7 separate regions of the Mus musculus genome follow, and all the other regions are linked to region 4. The links are chromatin contacts, called in public HiChIP or PLAC-seq and promoter capture Hi-C maps. All regions are on one chromosome and are shown on one strand. The core of a region is the stretch at or near the end of the contact, and the rest is flanking DNA. Distances in the headings are between cores, read along the strand shown. Region 1 overlaps Phlpp2 (PH domain and leucine rich repeat protein phosphatase 2). Region 2 holds the start of Exoc3l (exocyst complex component 3-like). Region 3 holds the start of Slc9a5 (solute carrier family 9 (sodium/hydrogen exchanger), member 5). Region 4 holds the start of Psmd7 (proteasome (prosome, macropain) 26S subunit, non-ATPase, 7). Region 5 holds the start of Phlpp2 (PH domain and leucine rich repeat protein phosphatase 2). Region 6 holds the start of Ap1g1 (adaptor protein complex AP-1, gamma 1 subunit). Region 7 overlaps Ap1g1 (adaptor protein complex AP-1, gamma 1 subunit).

The links. Promoter capture Hi-C pulls out the DNA fragments that hold promoters and counts their contacts. HiChIP or PLAC-seq counts read pairs in DNA pulled down with a chosen protein or histone mark.
Region 1: a contact with region 4 is called in a promoter capture Hi-C map of pre-B cells, with 5 times the contacts expected there. The contact joins the enhancer-like site here to the promoter of Psmd7 in region 4. A contact is called at or near these places in 5 of 39 promoter capture datasets (the 3T3-L1 cell line, 3T3-L1-derived adipocytes, hippocampal neurons and 2 more).
Region 2: a promoter capture Hi-C map of neutrophils shows a contact between it and region 4, with 4 times the contacts expected there. The contact joins the promoter of Exoc3l here to the promoter of Psmd7 in region 4. A contact is called at or near these places in 3 of 39 promoter capture datasets (the C10 cell line, neutrophils and pre-B cells) and 1 of 9 other capture datasets (adipose tissue).
Region 3: a contact with region 4 is called in a promoter capture Hi-C map of pre-B cells, with 3 times the contacts expected there. The contact joins the promoter of Slc9a5 here to the promoter of Psmd7 in region 4.
Region 5: an H3K4me3 HiChIP or PLAC-seq map of pro-B cells shows a contact between it and region 4, with 12 times the contacts expected there. The contact joins the promoter of Phlpp2 here to the promoter of Psmd7 in region 4. A contact is called at or near these places in 6 of 39 promoter capture datasets (the 3T3-L1 cell line, the C10 cell line, hippocampal neurons and 2 more), 2 of 115 datasets of contacts at active chromatin or transcription factors (large pre-B cells and pro-B cells) and 2 of 9 other capture datasets (adipose tissue and liver).
Region 6: a contact with region 4 is called in a promoter capture Hi-C map of pre-B cells, with 12 times the contacts expected there. The contact joins the promoter of Ap1g1 here to the promoter of Psmd7 in region 4. A contact is called at or near these places in 9 of 39 promoter capture datasets (the 3T3-L1 cell line, 3T3-L1-derived adipocytes, the C10 cell line and 5 more), 2 of 484 Hi-C or Micro-C datasets (CD4 T cells and CD8 T cells), 5 of 115 datasets of contacts at active chromatin or transcription factors (astrocytes, embryonic hindbrain, extraembryonic endoderm stem cells and 2 more) and 1 of 9 other capture datasets (liver).
Region 7: a promoter capture Hi-C map of liver shows a contact between it and region 4, with 4 times the contacts expected there. The contact joins the enhancer-like site here to the promoter of Psmd7 in region 4. A contact is called at or near these places in 7 of 39 promoter capture datasets (the C10 cell line, the HPC-7 cell line, hippocampal neurons and 3 more), 1 of 484 Hi-C or Micro-C datasets (CD8 T cells) and 4 of 115 datasets of contacts at active chromatin or transcription factors (embryonic stem cells, extraembryonic endoderm stem cells, large pre-B cells and 1 more).

Annotation. Positions count from the first base shown.
Region 1 is chr8:109,919,143-109,921,842 of GRCm38.p6, reverse strand. It overlaps Phlpp2 (PH domain and leucine rich repeat protein phosphatase 2), which reads right to left. Exons shown (of 19, transcript NM_001122594.2): 10 at 1,702-1,762. Among named protein-coding and RNA genes, the nearest start is that of Marveld3, 42 kb to the left of the region's middle. Within about 2 kb of position 1,267, at least 79 of the 459 cell types and tissues checked have an H3K27ac peak or open chromatin away from gene starts, as enhancers often do.
Region 2 is chr8:105,294,793-105,297,550 of GRCm38.p6, reverse strand. It overlaps Exoc3l (exocyst complex component 3-like), which reads left to right and starts at 1,438. Exons shown (of 14, transcript NM_177788.5): 1 at 1,438-1,645; 2 at 1,845-1,925; 3 at 2,116-2,291; 4 at 2,367-2,586. The coding sequence starts at 1,892.
Region 3 is chr8:105,346,877-105,349,596 of GRCm38.p6, reverse strand. It overlaps Slc9a5 (solute carrier family 9 (sodium/hydrogen exchanger), member 5), which reads right to left and starts at 1,339. Exons shown (of 16, transcript NM_001081332.1): 1 at 25-1,339. The coding sequence starts at 220. It overlaps Fhod1 (formin homology 2 domain containing 1), which reads left to right and starts at 1,627. Exons shown (of 22, transcript NM_177699.4): 1 at 1,627-1,944. The coding sequence starts at 1,744. It overlaps Gm46049 (a long non-coding RNA gene), which reads right to left. Exons shown (of 4, transcript XR_003947441.1): 4 at 1,941-2,522.
Region 4 is chr8:107,587,054-107,589,761 of GRCm38.p6, reverse strand. Psmd7 (proteasome (prosome, macropain) 26S subunit, non-ATPase, 7) reads left to right here and starts at 1,280. Exons shown (of 7, transcript NM_010817.2): 1 at 1,280-1,483. The coding sequence starts at 1,410.
Region 5 is chr8:109,867,235-109,869,934 of GRCm38.p6, reverse strand. It overlaps Phlpp2 (PH domain and leucine rich repeat protein phosphatase 2), which reads right to left and starts at 1,332. Exons shown (of 19, transcript NM_001122594.2): 1 at 1,218-1,332. The coding sequence starts at 1,316. It overlaps Gm17344 (a long non-coding RNA gene), which reads left to right and starts at 1,405. Exons shown (of 4, transcript XR_003947453.1): 1 at 1,405-1,639.
Region 6 is chr8:109,777,195-109,779,894 of GRCm38.p6, reverse strand. Ap1g1 (adaptor protein complex AP-1, gamma 1 subunit) reads right to left here and starts at 1,312. Exons shown (of 24, transcript NM_009677.6): 1 at 933-1,312.
Region 7 is chr8:109,794,130-109,796,861 of GRCm38.p6, reverse strand. All of the region lies in intron 1 of Ap1g1 (adaptor protein complex AP-1, gamma 1 subunit), which reads right to left. Among named protein-coding and RNA genes, the nearest start is that of Ap1g1, 17 kb to the right of the region's middle. Within about 2 kb of position 1,466, at least 9 of the 459 cell types and tissues checked have an H3K27ac peak or open chromatin away from gene starts, as enhancers often do. A contact at or near this core is called in liver, where this site is marked.

The DNA.
Region 1 (2,700 bases), core at 18-2,517, 2.3 Mb before region 4:
AATTCTATAGGTAATGACAGAGAGAAAAGAAGCAAATTCTCAGAAAAACAGAAGGAGTAACAGTGAGAAAGTAGACACAAAAGGCAACCAGCAGCAGGGCAAAGTTTCAAGTCACTGGAAAAACAAACTCGAAATAGTTCATACAGCTCCGCCCGCATCATACAGACTTCTACTGTCAGAGGTCACCCACCCCTTCCAGATCTCAAGGTGTATATCAGTTATGTGGCAGGCTGAAGTGAGAGCTATAGGAGAAGCAGACTTTGCTGTGACAAGTTTGTGAAAAGAAAACTTGGCCTGAAATAGCCAAGGCCACTAGCTGCTCAAAAACATGACATCTGGGCTGGAGAGATGGCTCAGTGGGTAAGAGCACTGACTATTCTTCCGGAGGTCCTGAGTTCAATTCCCAGCAACCACATGGTGGCTTACAACCATCTGTAATGAGGTCTGACGCCCTCTTCTGGTGTTCCTGAAGACAGCAACAGTGTACTCACATAACATAAAATAAATAAAATCTTAAAAACAAAAAAAATGACATGAACTGGGTTAGATTCTGTGACCTTACATGAAAATACTTAAGCAGCAATGATGCCAACTTGAGTCACAGCACAGAGATATGGCAAGGAAGAGTGTGCTGTGTAATGGGAGGCCAAGCATGAAGTGTTTCCCTGGAAACAGGGAAAGTTAGGCTGGAACTAGGTCTAAACCATGTCTGCAAAGTTCTTACTCGATCCTATATGTGTAGGGCCTACCTCAAGGGTTTATAAACAGTATACAGATGATGTCAGCTGTGTGCTTTAAATACATGACTGGTTGGTGGAGCCCAATAAAGATGATTCTGCCAAGAAGAAAGAGAAGAAAGAAAAAGAAGGAAGAAAGGGAAGAGGAAAGAAGAATGAGAGGCAGGAGTGATACAGGCCTGAGTGAGTAGTCATTCAGCTGAAGGAGAGGCAGGAATTCCAGCACTGCCCAGGGGCAGCAACGGCGATGACTCAGAGAAGGATTAGGTAAAGAAGGAGGACAGAATGAAAGATGGAAGGAAGCTACTTTCAGGTCCTGGAGGACCAGGGGCCTGACGGGGCTGAATTATGAACAGACACAGAAAACAAGTCCGGAGCAGTGGAAGTTGAGCTAATGTTACAGAGGTTTGAGACTCCTGGGGTGTGGGTAGCAAAACCAACTGGCGAAGAACTGGATACATAAGCCTGACCTGAGAGGAGAGGCTCAGTCTAGAAAACTGGCGGATGCCAACACTCAGTGACTCAAATCACTGGACTCAATGAGACTGCATCTGCAACAGGGCAGTGTGCCAAGTCAGAACTGGGGGGTGACTGCCTGCAGGAGAACACAACAGAACCAAAGACACAGAAGCAACGACTGACATGGCATTACAAAGAACATGGCCAGTTTGAAAGCTGCCTTTTAAAAGAAGGAGTAGTATCATCAGGGAAAAGTGAACTAGAGATGGCCAAAAGTGAGCTGCTGACGAGATAAGGAAATGGCAAGCAAGGCAACAGCTCTCCTGACAAATGGAGACAGAAAGGTGAAGACAGTGGAATTAAGCAACACTTTGTTTATTCAGACAGCAGAGATCTAATTCCTCTTACCCTCCTTCCTTTAGCCACGAAATAGTATCTCTCCCCCTCCCCTGAGACAGCACCCCCCCCCAATCAAAACAAGCTCCACCCTCGTGGACAGACTCACTGGGAGAGCTCCAAAGAAGTGAGCAGGCTGGGCACTGGGTACACATTCACTGCCGTCAGCCCTGTGAGAAAACAGACAACATGCTAGCAATGGTCTCCGACAAAGAGCAGGAACTAGAGAGGGTTAGAGAGCTGGCTCAGTGGCTCTTCCAGAGGACCCACGTCCAGGTTCCAGCACTACAGCGGGTAGTTCATGACAGCCTGTTAATTCCCGTTTCCTGGGGCTGGGATGCTGCCGGCCTCCATGGGCAACTGCATGTTCCCACACACGTATACACAGGTTTTAAAGGAATAGCTTGTAAACAAGCAACAGCGGTTTTGTAGAGATGACTAAAGATAAAAACTACTGGCAGCTCACTCTGACTGACATTCAACCCTAGTCTGTTTTTGCAAACATACACAACTACTAACTTTGGGGTCTTTCGCATTTACACTACATCACTAATGTTAACACTACAACCACTAATGTTAACAGTACCACTTAGTTTATAACTTGAAAAATTAATACTTAGATTTTTAAAAAGCATTTCTTTTTAATTACATGTATGTGTGTGGCATGAACATACCGTGCAGGAGTCCCCAGAGAGCAGAGAAATTGGATCTCCCCGGAGGTGGAGTTAGCAGGTAACTCTGAGAGCCTCACACGGGTGCTAGAGACCTAACTCAGGTCCTCTTTAGGAGCTCTGAGAACTCTTAACCACTGAGCCATCTCTCCAGGACAATATCTACATTTTTGGTAAAAATAACGTCATTTTTAATTGAAGTATAACGCAGCTAGAGAACCAATCCTAAGTGTATGGATCAGTGAAATGGAACAGCAGTGAGCTAAGGCTCAGACCATCCCCAAGGTATTGCCACCTCCTGAGCATTTCCTCATCTCCTCTTCTAGCCACCACACACTCAAACGTACCACTTTCTACCCTGGTTACAAACAGCAGACAACACCTGCCAGTTATAAAACCAAACTTTCCTCCATGCCCCACCCAACAGGAGGTTTCTG
Region 2 (2,758 bases), core at 189-2,688, 2.3 Mb after region 4:
CAAATGTATCATTAGCAAAGGAAACCAAAACAACTCCTTAGGGCAGCTAGGAAACCTGAAAAAATTGTATGGTAGGAAATGGAAGAAGTTAGTGAGCAGTACCGGCAGTTGAGAAGCGAGAACCACCCGACTCTTCCTTGCTAAGCTGCTTCTAGACTACTAACTGCCTGAACATTCCATCCAGGGAAGGGAAGCCATAAGCCACAAGCTTAGCCTATTTGCTTAAAACTTATTCTAAAGGCTTCCCTGATGTTCAGAGATAATTCCTGCTGTTCCTGTTACTTCCTGCCAAAACAGCAAGCACTAACAATAAATAGCTTGCATACTTCTATCTCTTATTTCGTTCCAGCATCATTTTTCGCTGGCCTCCATGCTACATACAGTTCACAGTGGCCAGGAGTCTTATTTCCAACCACTACTTAGTCCATGCAAAGGTGTTTGCCTGCGTGTGAATATAAGCAAAGCCTTTAAGGCATTTTCTGACACATGGGAAGAACTGTGTGTTTGCAAGTCTCATTTATTTTTGCAGTTTTTAAAGGTTTATATTATTATTATCATCATCATCATTATTATTATTGTGTGTGTATGTGTTTATGTTTGTCCACATGTGTGCAGGTGCTCAAGGAGGTTTAGAAGAGGGTGTCAGATCTCTGGGAGCTAGAGTTAACAGGCAGTTATTATTAGCTGCCGTGTAGGTGCTGGGAACTGAAGCCCTGTCCTCTGCAAGAGGAGCAAGTGCTCTGAGCCTCTGAGCCATCTTACCAGCTTGCAAGTCTTATTTATTTTTAACAGTGTTATCACTTATGGTTATGTCTTTATGACGGTCAGTCCCTCTAGGACACAAATTGCCTTCCCCAAATTGATTGATGATTCACACTTGTGAGAAAGCAGACTTCGGAAGCTCTAGTTATAATGGAGCCTGAAGTTGGGGTAGTCTTCCTGAGGTCTTAGCTGTCAACCCTTCTGACAGTAGGAAGTGAGGGTCTATTATGATGGGTGGATTTGGGTGGTGCTCCATTATATCTAGTGTCCTCCCTAGCTCCCCATCACTTACAGGAACAATGTAGCTTTTTGGATCCCTAACTGCCATCTCTCACTATTCTTTTGCCTCACCACATGTGATCTTTCCCCTACCAAGGCATATACCATCTGTGGTTCTCAGACTCGACTGCGGTTTGCTGAGGCTCTACCACATAGGGGGTCATCCTTCAAACCAGCTTGAGGCCAAATCAGCTTTAAATATGCATATGTGTTTCCGGAGTATTTAGAAGTCTAAGGTGGGCTGATCAAGACTTGGTGCTCACCGGGGGAGTCCACAGCTGCCCCCACCCAACAGGAAATGGCGCCCAGCGCTCCCCACCTCAATGCAGATGCTTTTCCTGTTGGGAATAAAGTGCCAGAGACTCAACTTCCTTCCTTTCTGCTTTGAAGGAGGGGCCTTGGGGGAGAAGTAGGGGTTTCTGGGCCGTGAAGTGGGAGAGAGGCTTCCTTGGGGAGAGGAATTTGGCTGCTGGTGCCAAAGGAGCTGGAGTCCCTCCGGTCCCGTGAGCAGTGAGGGTGTGCCCAGCTCTGCAGGAGCGAGAAGGCTACTCTCAAGGCCAAGGCCACTTGCAGAGGAGGGAGAACTGGACACCGGTCAGATCTGGTAAGTTCTGTACCAAACTATCCTGGGCGTTACAGAGCAGGAAAGGGGACTTACAGTTTTGCCTATTTGCATAGTCCAAGCCAGAGGACTGAGGCCTCCCAGGTATCCCCTTCTTACTTCCTGAAGGGGGTAGGCAAGGACCCTGCTCCTCTTTCTCAGCGGAGCCCAAGGAACATCCGCTCTGCCTGATCTCCTCCAGGCACTCGCTCCCACTCCTACCACATCGGCAGCAGCTCTAGGCAAACTATGGACAGCAAGATACAGCCCACACTTCGTCCTGGTATGAGCCTCGTTGGCTGGGCTTGGGGAAGGATGATGTCAAGACAAATGGGAATTAGTGGGGTTGGGTTTTCCCGTCAGGTCTAGCTAGAGCTCTATAGGATTGCCAAGAGTGGGGCTGTCCCGAGGAAACAGAAGAGCAGCAGGTGCGTTAGCCACAGGCCCTCCCTGACTGACACAACCAACCCCAGGATCTTCCTGCCCAAGGCCTGAGTGGCCAGAGCAGGAGAGGGCCGAACAGCTGGCTCGGGGTGCAGCACTCAAGTGGGCTTCAGGCATCTTCTACCGGCCAGAGCAGCTGACCAGGCTGGGCCAGTACCGAAGCCGTGAAATACAGCGTAACTATTCCCTGGAAGCAAGAATTAAGGTGGGTGAGGAGCAGGAGTGTTAGACTGGGCTGGAGGGCTGGCCAGGCCTTAGGAGCGGCTACCTCTCTCCACAGTCAGTGGTGCAGTCCTACCTGGAAGGTGTGCAGACTGGTGTGTGGCAGCTGACCCGAGCCCTCGAGGCTGTGCAGGGAACTCGTGAAGCTTTGAGCCAGGCCCATCACTTACTAAAGGGTTTGTCTCGGACCTCACAAACCCTGGAACCCCTGAGGGAATGTGTTGTCCAGCACAAACAACTTCAGATCCTGACTCGGTTGTTGCCAAGGCTACAAGCAGGTGAGTGGGGGCGGGGAAAGCGGAGGTGGAGAGCCCTGGACTTTAGCTTCTAAGAATCCACAAATCCCATTCTGATCAGCAGCTGGGGCACTAGGAAAGGGATTACATGGAGAGAGACACCAGGGACATCCCAGAGAATAATCCCAGCTTCAAAGAGTGTGAGAAATAGGCG
Region 3 (2,720 bases), core at 90-2,589, 2.2 Mb after region 4:
ACACACACACACACACACACTCACCGATTTTGGCTAAGCTGGCCACCAGGATCCACAGGGCCACCAGGTAGGGCGCCTCCACCTCGTGCCACTGCCAGCGGAAGAGCGCCAAGCCTGGAGGAGGCTCACCCAACGGCCCGGACTCCTGGGTGGGTTCTTCTGTGGCCCCCGCCCCCGCCAGGGGCAACCCGGGCAGAAGAAGCAGTGCGGCGCTCAGCATCTTGCTGTCCTCCGGGCACTGCACGGCCGCCGGCCCCGCGTCGCTGCCGCCGCCGCCGCCGCCGCTGCCGCCGCCTACCCGGCGCCCCCGCGTCACAGGCACGTGGGGCTCACTCCCCCCAATCCGAGCTCCGATACCCCCAGGCCAGGTCCGGACCCCGAGACCCTGCCCAGGATCCTAGCAGTTAGGATCCCCTCCTCCATCTCTTCTAGGTTAATCTCATCTCCGGAAATTCCCCAGCATAACCCTCCTAACCCCTCGAGTCCTGAAACCCACTCTTTCGAGTGTGCTCTCCTAAACCGCCTCTCCTCCGGATTCAGAAAGGTGACCAGCCACCGCGTCCCGGAGCACCAAGAAGGACGGGGGTCTCGGGAAGCAGAGACAAGCGCAGCTACTGCAGAACACCGCCCAGCAGCGGGCCACCCGTCCCAGGTGCTCAGGCTGCGGGTCCCAGTGCTAAGCTGAGAAAACCGCAGGGGGCGGTGCGCTGCCGCCTTCCAGCACGATCTCCAAAACCTGGGACCCCCCTACCGGACCACAGCTGCGCACGCGCACTGGGCACACCCAGAAAGCCTAATGGACAACGGTGCTCTCAACGTACCCAGAAACCTCAAGGCCGGGACGGACCCGGCTCTTTCCAGGCTGAAAAGCTGGCTATTCCTCATCTCTCCAGAGCCCAGAGGCGCCGCCTTCCCTTTCCTTCAAACTACAGGGAACTGTTTGCCTATTCCATGGATCTGAGAGGACCTTATGGAATTCCCTTTAAATTAGGAACAACTTGGGGCATTTGACTCATCTCGCCCCAAACCGAAGAATGTCTCCACTTTTCATTCATCACCCAAGCCGAAAAAACATGTGCTACCTGCCTCCTCACAGTGACTCATCCCATTCTTTTTCGAGAAAGAGCACCCGTCCTCTTTTTTTTTGCCCCCACAGCTAAAGGGGACTGAATCCACCTCTTCTTTCAAATATAAAATCTATTTCCACTTCTTATTCCACATTGAAAGAGATTCTTCTTACTGCTTTCCCCAAATGAGAGAAATGCTTTCATTTGTCTTTCAAGCTAGCAATTAGTCCCATCTCGTCCCTTGAGAGTGGCCCAGCTACCCAGATTATCCGAAGAGATTTACCCCCCCCCCCCCATCTGCCCTAAAAATCCTTACAAAGATCCGCTGCAGCCTCGCCCATACCAAATCTAAAGAAAGTCTCCCCGCCCTCTGCTCTGAGGCGGAGCGGGAGCTCGGGTTTTCCCGCCCTCCTAGCAATGGAACTAACGGGATCACCAGCTCTCTGAGTGGCTGGCCCAAGCGCCGCCTCCGGCGGTGGTTAACCCCGAGCGCGCGCTCGCCGCTCAGTCTTGGCTCCACCCCCTTCCTTGGTCCTACCTTCATCTGGCTCCGCCCCTCGAGCCGCGAGCGTCCGGCCCAGCCTGGCCCGGCCCTAACAGCAAAGTTTAGTCGAGTTGAAGTTGCAGCATTTGCAGGGGACACAAGAGGCGTCCAGCGGTAGCCGGTGGCAGAGCCATGGCGGGCGAGGAAGAGCGCGGGGATGGGGACCCAGTATCCGTGGTAACTGTGAGAGTGCAGTACCTGGAAGACACCGACCCTTTCGCTTGTGCCAACTTCCCGGAACCACGCCGGGCCCCCACCTGCAGCCTGGACGGGGCTCTGCCCCTGAGTGCGCAGATCCCTGCTCTGCACCGACTCCTGGGGGCGCCTCTTAAGGTGAGGGGCGCTGCGGAGGTTGAGGTGGGCGGTGGACAGACAGTGCTTCTAGGAGAGAGATCGTCACGGGCGGGTGCTCGCCTCCAGAAAAGTCTCCGGCCGGGGTCCTAAGGTCTATGCTCCTCTGCCTACAGGGGGAGACTCAAGTTGAGGGGACAGTATAGAAGCCAAATGAGAGTTTGTGATTTGTTCCACTCGGGCTTCCCTTGAAAGTTAGGCCCTCCTGAAGAGGTGCTTGGAGTCCCCTCGCTGCCTCTTTGCCAGGGTTGCTGCTGTGGTTGTAGCGGATTGGGGAAGTGGAGTTGGGAAGGGACAGACTTCCACCTGCTCCAGGTAGTCGGGGGCGGGGCCCCAAAGAGGGGCGGGTTTAGGGAGCAATCATAGAAGGGATCGAGGCTACCGGCTGGGTTGGGTCCTTGGAATACAGTCTCTCCAGCGCTGTTGAAGACTGGAGTCCCAGCCAGGATGAGAGGAGTCCCTTGGAAGCGGCCGTGCGCTCATGGGAGGCTGCCCGGGTGGGAAAGCCCTTTGCGTCACCGCCCCCATGGTCCCTTAGGCCCGCCGCTGGTGGCCTACGCCTGGAAGGGAGGGGGTGGATCAGTCTAATTTTAAACCGCTGGCCTACCCTAGTTGCCGACGTTCCTAGGCCGACTTTGCTCAGTTAGAGAGGCATTTTTCCGTATGTCCAGCAGGACCACCCCTCCCCTCCTGCTGGCCTCCCCTCCACCTCCCCGCAGGCATCCCTTTCCGGCTTGCTTTTTCCGGGCCAGGACTCC
Region 4 (2,708 bases), core at 31-2,530:
TTGTTTTAAAGCTATGATATGCTTACAGACGGGAGACTGGCATGGCTGTCCTCTAAGAGGCCCTACCAGCAGTTGACTTAGACAGACAGATACTTACACCCAAGCATTGAATTGAAATTGGGGACCCCTATAAAAACTAAATTAAATTGAATAAATAAAAATGCTTGCTTTAATTAATTAATTTTAATTAATTTAGCCATGGTGTTTTGGGTTGGTGGCCTTTCTCCCCAAATCTTTGGGATTAACAAAACCTGAATGTTGTTGCACTCATTATGTCACAGTGAGCATTAAGGAAAATTCCCAGAAATAAAAACTATAGATAAAGTATCCAGTCATACACCCAAAGTGTGCCCTTGGTGTTAGAGACCGAGAGCATCTCTAAACCACGTGTGGTCGCATATGCTGTCACCCTTGTACTTAGGAGGAGGTAGAGACAGGGGACCACCCTGGACTATACAACAATTTCCATGCTAGTCAATGTCATAGAAGGCCCAACTTCAAAAGCAATGAAATAAAACATTAAAAATAAATAAATAAAAACCAGGTGTGATGGCATATGACTTTAACTCCAGCACTCAGGGAACAGAGGCAGGTAGAGGCCAGTCAGGTCTACAACGTGAGTTCCAGGACAGCCAGGGCTGTTACATAAAGAAACACCGTCTCAAAAAAAAAAAAAAAAAAAAAAAAAGAAGCAAAACAAAACAAAAACCAAAACCCAAAAACAAACAAACAAACAAATGAAACTCCTCTGGGAAATTTTGAAACAGTGCTGACTTAAAGTGTTAAGTGAAAGTTAAGGGCTGGTGAGATGGCTCAGTGGGTAGGAGCACCTGACTGCTCTTCCGAAGGTCCAGAGTTCGGATCCCAGCAACCACATGGTGGCTCACAACCATCCGTAGCGAGATCTGACTCCCTCTTCTGGTGTGTCTGAAGACAGCTACAGTGTACTTACATATAATAGATAAGTAAATCTTTGAAAAAAAAAAAAGAAAGTTAAATATATGTCGTTAATTATTTGATTAGTAGAAGTACACGCTGTTACTACTTATGTTTATCTGCCTTTTTCTACAACCTTCCAAGGAGGAGAAATGGTGAGCTGGCAAACAACTGAGGAAAAACAAAAACGAAAACAAAAACAAAAACAAAAACCTAGGGAAAGGCTCAATGCCAAGCTTCGTCAATAGCCTAAGTCCCACAGAAGGCAAGGCGGTTCTTTCCCTTTCTCAAGATGGCGCCCCTGGCGACAGGGCGGGCACGAGCGCAAAGCGCTCTGGGAGCGGAAGTCGACTGTGCAGCGGCGGTCAAACCGGAAGGGGAGGTGCTGGGGCCTGGAGGAGCGGCCTGTGTCGCTGCGGTTGCTGGTGTTTGCGGGTTGCAGGGAGCCGGGCCGGTGGTCGGGCTGTGTCGCGATGCCGGAGCTGGCGGTGCAGAAGGTGGTGGTTCACCCCCTGGTGCTGCTCAGTGTGGTGGATCATTTCAACCGGTGAGCGGGTGGCGCGTGGCGGCCACACGGCGCAGGGCTGCTGAGTCACGGGCGCGCCGGGCACAAACGCGGCGGCCGGGGACACGGGTTGGGACAAGCGACCCCAGCGGCTCCACACCGCGGTGCTCGGTACCCATTGACAGCCTCGCACCCCCACCGAGGCCGCCACTCCTGAGTCTGGCCCGCCTGGCGAGGCCCCGGAGCCGGAACGATGCTACCCGCCGAGGCCGCGCCTTTTCCCAGAACGGCTGGGCGCCGTTTAAGACCGAGCTTCAGTCTCGTGTGCCCGTGCCTGTAAAAGCTGTCACTGAAACCCCGGTCTCGGAGTCCCCGATGAACGATTTTCTGGATGAGGCAGGGATCATAGCCAAGTTTCGATTTGGGATTCTGGTCGAATGGTACCTTTAAAATGGGAATGAATAAGGTGTCGGCTTGTTCCTCTAAAAACGAGGCAGGTGCAGATTGGGGCCAGCCTACAGTTCCCTTGGGTAGCTCACTGCCACCCTTGCCTGCTCCAGCCGTTCATCCGGCCAGACCTGTTGCACGTGTTCGGAAGTTTTACAAGATAATTAGTGTGAGGAGTTAACAAATATGAAGGTCCAGTAGGGAGTCTACTTGCAGTCAAGTCGGCGCTAGTGCCTGGTCTGAAGCAGGCTTTGTGCAGCTAACTCAACCAGAGCCAAAAAAAAAAAAAAAAAAAAAAAACCTCAAGACGGAGCCTTTTGAGTCTGAATTCAGTTGTATTGTTCGGAATGCCTGGGATACTAGGGGCCCTGATGGGGTGAACACTGTTTAAGCTTTATTTTAACAATTGGTAAGAATGGGGGGGGGGGGTGCAGACACTGTTGGTAGTTGTATCAAGGAACAGATGGAGGGGCTTTAAAGACTCGTGGATGAAGTTTCCTTTGGCATGTGGAAACTCGTTGTTTGAAGTAGTTTTAGTGGGTTAGAGAGGTGTAATGTTACTTTCACTGTGGCTTGTGTGTTTCCTTAGCATAGAATTAAGTTGTTTCCAAATATGCAGTTTGTTAGTGGCTAAAGAAAACAATTCTTGCTGGGCGTGATGGCGCATGCCTTTAATCCCAGCACCCCGGAGGCAGAGGCAGGCGGATTTCTGAGTTCGAGGCCAGCCTGGTCTACAAAGTGAGTTCCAGGACAGCCAAGACTACACAGAGAAACCCTGTCTCGGAAAAAAAAAAAAACAAAAACAAAACAAACAAACAAA
Region 5 (2,700 bases), core at 83-2,582, 2.3 Mb before region 4:
TTTTATGAATTCACTAAGTACAACAAATAAATTTTTCTGCTGCTTCCATCTTTGTGCTACTTTACTAATAATCTTAATAAAAGGAAATATTACTCAACAACAATCTCATTTAATTACTTAAGGTTTGCTTTTAACATTAAGTATCTTCGATGTTTGGCAGACTGGTTTCGAAACACATTAAATCTTAATTTTCTTCCCCTTCTTTGGCAAGTTTTAAATCCTGCCAATTGCTCTTCTAGAACTCTAGAGGAATTCCATTCCACTATTCCAGTTCGTTTATATACTGAACCTACAGAAAAAAATGTCTCTGCACTATTTCAGAGGTTAGTAGAGAACTCCACCCAGTTAGCCACCTTTTAGCCATCTCTGCTGACCTCACCTCAGCTCACCTTCTGCATTCTTCCTGCATAGAAACTTCTTGTCATCACTCACCTTCAAGGCTCCACTCCCCTTTCCCCTGCATCTGTTTTCCTATCCTCCTACTCCCCTGATTCTACCAAAAAGCCCCGCTTAGCTGCCTGTTGCATAACGGCTCCCCCACTGCCTTCTCCCCGGATTGTCAGCCAAGCAGGAGTGCCCCTTCGGGCTCTGCTCTCCCACCCCCGCCCCCCAAACCCTGCAACACGCCCAGCAGGTCCACAGGCAGCAGATCCTCCGGGACTGTCCCCCGAGCGGGAAGCGCGGGGTGTTGCGTCTTGGAGCCGAGAGCCGGTTCGGAACTCCCGCAGCCAGTCCCGAGGGCAGCGTGGCCGCTCCCGCCGGCGCAGCCCGCGCACACCGCGGCGCCTGGCCAATCGCCGCCGCCATCCTCCAGCTGGGGTGATGTCTTCAGGTGTCCGCCGAGTCCTGCGTACTCGCCGCCTGACTCCCGCCAGGCGCGGCCGGCCCTCGGAGCCCCCCGGAATCCGTCCCGGGGCCCCGGGCTAGGCCCAGCGAGGAGACTGAGGTCCCGGGGATGCGGGGAGGAAGGAAGGTGGGGGCAGCGGCTGCCCGAAGGCGTGGGCCTGCCGGGCGGCGGTCAGGGATGGACAGCGCCGGGGACCAGGGCGGCGGAGGCCAGGGCGGGGGCGCGGCCCGGAGGCCCCACAGCAGGCCCGCGGCGGCCCGGCCAAGTGCAAGCGGCCCAGGGACGCAGGGCGGGGGGCGCCCGCCGCCTCGGGCAGCTTAGCGAAGGCGGCCACAGCCCTCTTGCTTCCTCCCTCTCCCTGCCGTCTCACCTTTAGGACCCGAATCCCTCCGGGCCGGCGAGGCGCCGCCGCTTCAGGTGGCTCCGGGGGCTCCAGCGGGCCCGCGGGCACGGGCTCCACCTCCCCCATTGGCGGCCAAGGATTTACAGAGACGCCCGGCCCGGCGCGACAGCGCGAGCCTCGGAGGCGCGCGCGAGCAGCGGGAGGCCTCGCCCCTCCGCCTAGACCCCGCCCCTAACCAAGACGCTCCGCCCCCTTCGGTCCCTCCCCGACCCGCTGGACCTGCGTAGTCGTCAGCCTGGCGAGGCCGGAGTAGAATTGTGGGAGGCTGGCGCCACTGCAGGCGGAGTAAGCCTCTGCTGCGCTCCACCCTGAGCTCCTAGGACCAGGGCGCAGGGAGAGCAATTTGGTACTTTCTGGATCCTCCAAGAAGCGGCCAGAGGAAGTGACAGGTAAGGCCTGCACCTGTTAAAATAGACAAGATACAACCCTCCACCATGGGCGGCGCTGGAATTCTCCATCCAAGACGCTTCCTGCTCCCAAATGTGTCTTGTCCCCTGGCACCCACTGGGGGTGAAAGAACTGTTGCTTATACTCACCTCTTAGGGATAGCTGGCGACCTTCTTCATCAAACCACCTCAAGTACACTAAGCTTTCCAGGCACAGTTCAGTGTCCTTTTCCTGTAATCAAAGTATCAGATTTCCTTTCTCGTCCTCAACCACTCAACCAGTAACATGGTGTGTAAGCCCGCTTTCTATTTTGCAAGTCTTAATTCACCTATTTTAAAAGCTGACTCTTTTTGTTCCTGGAGTGAAAGATAGTTTTGTGGTTAGTGGGCCAAATTATAAGTCTGCCTAATTCCAATTCCAAATCTCAATTGTACTCTTTTTTTTTTTTTTTTCTTTTGGTTTTTCGAGACAGGGTTTCTCTATGTAGCCTTGGCTGTCCGGGAACTCACTTTGTAGACCAGGCTGGCCTCGAATTCAGAAATCCGCCTGCCTCTGCCTCCCAAGTGCTGGGATTAAAGGCGTGGGTCACCACACCCCGTTAATTATACTCATTATTAGATCTATACATTCTATACATGTACAAATTACTTGATCTAATTCTTTCGGATTTTTTTTTTTTTTGAGACAGAAAATTACACATAGCCCAGGCAGACCCGAACTCACTATATAGCCAAAGCTGGCCCTGAACTTTTAGAGTCTCCTGTCTCCACCTCCCCAGTGCAGATGTGCACCACTATGCCCAGCTTCAGGTGGGTCTTCCGTGTTGTTATGGGTATTAAGTCTATGCAACACAACACGTGTATGACTGATGATAGAGGCCAGAAGACAGTGTCGGATCCTCTGGACCTGGAGTTATAGATGGTTGTAAATTGACAGGTGAACTCTGGGAGTTGACCCTGGGTTCTCTGGAAGAGCAGCCAGTGCTCTGAACCACTAAGCCATCTCTCTAGACCCTTGCGTTGGTTCTTAAGGAGTGAATGAACTAGATTAACATCTGCCTGGC
Region 6 (2,700 bases), core at 63-2,562, 2.2 Mb before region 4:
TTCCATGCTCAAGCAAATATAACGCTAAAAGAAAAAAATAAATAAAAAGTATCAGTAAGTGCCCCAAAGCTCAGCTTTCAGAACAGAAAGAAATGCAGAAAGTTATTTTCACAGCTCCTTCGCACCCAAAGCCACTTGGCCTGCTTTAAACCCATTTGCTGCGGAAATACACCCTAGGGTGGTTCGACGGCTCTCCGACACCAAGCCCTAACTGGGAAGCAGAACCGACAGTTCCAGGCAATGAGGAAGAGCCTGAGAATTACTAGAAACCGACGTCCGCAGAACCGAGAGTTGGAGAGGAGAGTGAATAGTGCGGTCTCAGGTGAGTTCTTTAAAAGAAAAAGAGAAAGAAGAAGAAGGAAGAAGAAAAAAAAAAAAGCGAAAGTGTTTGGACCAGAAGTTAGTTGGAAGGTTAGAGGGAGGCGAGGCCGATGTCCGGCTTTCAGTGGACGGCACTGCAGGGACCAGGCAGAATTGCCCCTGCGTGGGAAATGCTCAGAGTTCTCAGATCTGACCCGAGTCCCCAACACAAGAACGCTGATACGTGGCTCCGAGAGGACACGCGGGGGTGGGGCCCGGCCCCGCTAAATCCTAAGCTCCCCGAACGGAGCGAGCTTTCAAAGGAGCCTCGCAGCCTGAGAAAGTCAATGGGTTCAAGGAGGCCTGCGGCGGCCAGACCACGCCAAGGGAAGAGGAAAGCGACCGCGCACGACAGCTCCGGCTCTGAAGCTCCCGAGGTCGGCCCTCAGGAAGTCCAAGCAAGCCCGGGGCTCCCGGGTCCCTCCTGACCCAAACCTGGGTCCTCCTCACCCCCCACCCCCCACAGGCTGAGCCCGGACCCCTGGGACTGACAGGAGGTTTCCGGCCAGACGCTCGCGGCTGCGGCAGAGCCCAAGAGCCGACCCGCCCTCGGTGCCGCGAGTGACACTCACCGGCCCGAAACCTCGAAGGAAACCAGCAGCTTCGGGGGCGGCGGCGGCAGTGGCAGCAGGAACCGAACATCCAAAATGGCGGCTCCCTCGGCCTCAGCACCGCGACTGCAGGCGGAGGGATCCCGGGCGAGGAGGGCGCCTCTACCTCACGCCTCGCGCTTCCCCGGGAGACGCCGCTCCCCGGCTCCCTCTCGCCGGCCGCCCCGCGTCCCTCCGACTGCAGCCCGTGCCGTCTCCCACCCCGGATGACCCGAGGACTCGGCCCCCGCCGAGGACTATTTGCCGAGGAGGAGGCGACTGCGCCGGGCAGAGCGACTCAAAGCGTAGCAAGGGTCGGGGCTGTCACTGATGACGCTCGACGCCGCTGCCGAGTCACCGCTGCGAGGAGTCTGAGCTAGCACGCTCCGGCCCGGCCCTGGAGCCGTCGCACTTTGGTTCCGTTCTGGGGGGAGGGGAAAACTGTGCAGCCAGGAAACGGTGGGGGTCACCTGAGGTGGGCGGAGCTCAGCGAGGGAGCTGGGGAAGGCGGAGAGGAGATGCAGGGGAAAGCGCATAGACATGGTGTGACCAGTTTTGTCCGAAAGGATTCCTAAGTGGTCCTCGTTGGCCAGAGGTTTCTGGTCAACATTAGAAACATGCTCCAAGTGGCTTTGGATTCTAGGGTTTTATGGTATCTTCAATTTTTTTTTTTTTTTTTTTTTTTTTTTTTTGCGAAAACAGGTAAAAAGATGAAACCTAAGAATGGATTCCAAGCACAGCACCACCGCCTTGTGCGGCAATCTCACCTACGATCCAGTCCCCTCCTGTGAGGGGAAAAAAGAATCTGGACAAATGTCAGCTAAAACTCTTCCAGAATAGCTTTTCCATCTATGATTGAATGAACTAATGACCTGAAGCAAAGAAAGTCTAACTAGACAGTTCCTGGCGTGATAAATAATTACTAACTTGTGACCCAAGTCTTTTCCATGTGAACCTAGAGATCCTTGATATCTTGGCCCATTTAAAGGAAAGGTGACCTACCTAGAATAAAATCTTTCCGATAGATTGACAACAAAGGTATCCCAGATGTGAATAAAACACAAGACTACACTGAATACCAAAGACCAGGAACTAAGCAAAAATCCTGAGTTTCAAATTTGAGTGTCATAAACAGGAAGTTGCATCTTTTAGACATTCGTTTTTCATGCAAGGATTTCAAAATACAGACGTTGAGCTGAGTAAGTCTAGCCATACAATTTTGACCTTGAATTTCTGGAGCATGCCAAGTGGCTGGAAAGAAAGGATACCAAGGGCACGATCAAATTTATTAAATATTGGTGTCATATTGATCATAAGGTACCATCGTATGTACAACCTAGCCCGCTAAGCAATCTCGTGAGTCAAAGTAAGTAACCAAAGTTTACAAATAATGAGATTTAAGACTTGAGAAAAACTACAACTGTCTCTCACAATGGAGTCTGCCTTAAGATGTCATCTTACACAGAAAATTCACCACACCCCATATACATATTCCAACCCATACCTACCGGTTTATAGAGCAGAATGCTTACGGAATTCAAATCCTCCTACCTTTCTTCGGGGCATCTGTACAGGGCAGCCCTAGGTACACCCTAAGACTAGAAGAACATCATAATGCTAGCACAGTGCAGATTACTTTGAGCCAGGCCTATGCATGAAACATGCCAAATTCACTGTGAAATTTCCGTAAAGGAAATCTTCAAGCAGAGATGCAAGGCAAAGGTAGCCAAGTTTTCCACATGGAAGATTA
Region 7 (2,732 bases), core at 217-2,716, 2.2 Mb before region 4:
AAATTTAAAAAAAAAGAAAGAAAGAAACATACTACACAGTATGTATATAACTGAACTGCAGCCAATTAAAGCCAGGCATCTTAAACTCAGAAAACTATGGGATCTGGTACTTAATGAAGAAATTAAAGGCTGGAGAAATGGCTCAGCTGTTAAGAACAATGACTGCTCTTCTGAAGGTCCTGAGTTCAAATCCCAGCAACCACATGGTGGTTCACAACCATCCATAATGAGATATGACACCCTCCTCTGGTGTGTCTGAAGACAGCTACAATGTACTTAACATAGAATAATAAATAAATCTTAAAAAAAAAGAACACAGTAAAAAAAAGAAATTAAAAATAATAATAGTTTAGTGCCCACGGGACTATGTCATAAAGTGTCATTTATTTCAAGAAAACAGAATACAAAAAAAAAAAAAATAGCATCAACACAGCATTGTTCAGATCTAGTTCAAAGTAAAAGGGGGATAATAAAAACATGAAATAAAAATCAGTTTCATAACATAACATTCTCCTTGTTCAAATCAGTGAATCCCCCTACCACATGAGAAAGTATTAAATAATTTTTACTAAAAAAATACAATCACTCAACAAATGTTTGTTCACTTTTTTTAATGGCAGATATTCCAACAGGTACTTGGGCCCAGAATGGTCAACATATTTATCCTTAAGAACTCAAAAGTGAAGCTCGAATCCCAGTACTTGCAGGCCAGAGGACTGGAGAGTGGGGCCAACAGGGCTATCAGACTCTGTCTCAAAAAATACTAGAAAAACTCAAAAGTCTAGTGAGAAGGACAGAATTTAAATTCTGGCCATATAGTAAAAAGAAACAAGCAAATGGCAAAAGAAGAAAAGGTTCATATACAAATAATTCAAATTTTGTCATGGCCAAAATAATTTATTATATTCAGGCCTTTTTTTCTTTTGAAATGAAGGCTTTTTACAGACTTCAGAGTTTTTCCATTTTGTAAAGATAACGGAAGACACGGACTGTGCTGATTTGCCCACTATGTCTGTCTAGCACACTACCTCAATTACCGATGGTATTTTTGAAGCAAAAACAGTCAGTCATACCAAGTGAAAAAAAAAATGTTACCGACAAATTCATGCCTACTTGGGTCAGATTTTGTAAACACTGGAAAGATTATGAAACCCTGCACATTTTCAATGTTCTTGGTTTTCTGTTGTTAACTTTAATTTCAAGCTTGAGACAAGGAATTGTACACTGAGAGCTTTAAGTGATAAGCTTGGGATCAATTACCTGGGTTGAATCCTAGCTCCACCACTTAATAGCTAGCTGTGTGTCCTTGAGTAAATGACTTAAACTCTGACATCTTCAGTTTCCTCATCTGCAAAATGTGGAGAAAGTACCTATCTCAAAGGGTTATTGCAAGACTTCAATATAACACATAAAATAAACACAAAAGAACATACTATTCTAGCCTGCCACGATGGCTCACCCCTGTAATCCCAGCACTCACAAGCCTGGAACAAAAGGTCAAAAAAGGTTAAAGCCAGCCTGAGCTATGCTATATTGGAGAAACCCTGTTTTTTGAGCATTTTTTTAAAGATCATTTTCTTTTAAAATGGACAGAGAAGAAGGGTGTGACCATATCCATGGGAAAGATAAAGATCAGCCCCAGCCCCTGGCACATCTGTGAGAGAAGGACACAACTGCAGGGACAGCATGAGATACAGGATCTTTGGTAACATTTCCTTTCTGAGATGGATATTGGGTAAATGAATATTTATTATTGCTCACCATGTTTATGTCTGAAATATTTCATACTTAAACTAAATAATGAGAAAGGCCCTGAAACTAATCTCCAGTCCTGAAATAAAAAATTCTAAATTTAAATATATCTAATCCATTCAGTAAGCACTGTTATCACATTATCTGGAAAGTATAAACTATCTGGTTGTATCTGGTTGGCCATGTCTGACTTCAACAGGCTATATAACTGCTGACCTTCAACTCCTAATCTGTCTGCCTCTCTATCCCTACACACACACACACACACACACACACACACACACACACACACACACAAAAGCTGGAATAGTAGGTATGCACTACCACACCAAGCTTTATTTTTCAAAGTACTAAAAGACCACAAAGGGATATGGCTATAGCTTGATGATACAGATTGTGCCATCTATCCACAAGACCCTGGCTTCAATCAACAATACCAAAAGAACAACAACAAAAAGTGCTGGGGAGATAGTTTACCAGATGCACTGGCTAGCCTATGTCAACCTGAAATGTAAGCCAAATAAACACTTTCCTCCCCAGCTTGCTTGTTGGTCATAGTGTTTTCATTGCAGCAAAGAAACACCAAAACACCAACCAGACACAACAGACACTTGCTGTGCAAACATGAGTACCAGACTTCAGATCCCAGCACAAGCCCCAGACATAGCACACTCATGACTGTACTGCCAGCATTGAGGATTGGGGAGGGAAAAGAAGCAAAGACAGGAAAAACTGGGTTTTCCTGGCCACCAGACTATGCGAAAAGATAGTGATTGAATTCCAGGTTCAGTGAGAGACCATGTCCCAAAAGGCTAAGGGGAAGAACAGTAAGATATGCCTACACAAGTGAAGATGCTCGCTCACACACTCGTTCGTACACAGAAGGGAGGGAATTGAAGCCATCTAGTTAGTATGCTAGCAAAAAGCATTCAATGGCTTGGCTTCCTAAGGTCCTAAGTCTTTCTTCAATTTGCTCAACT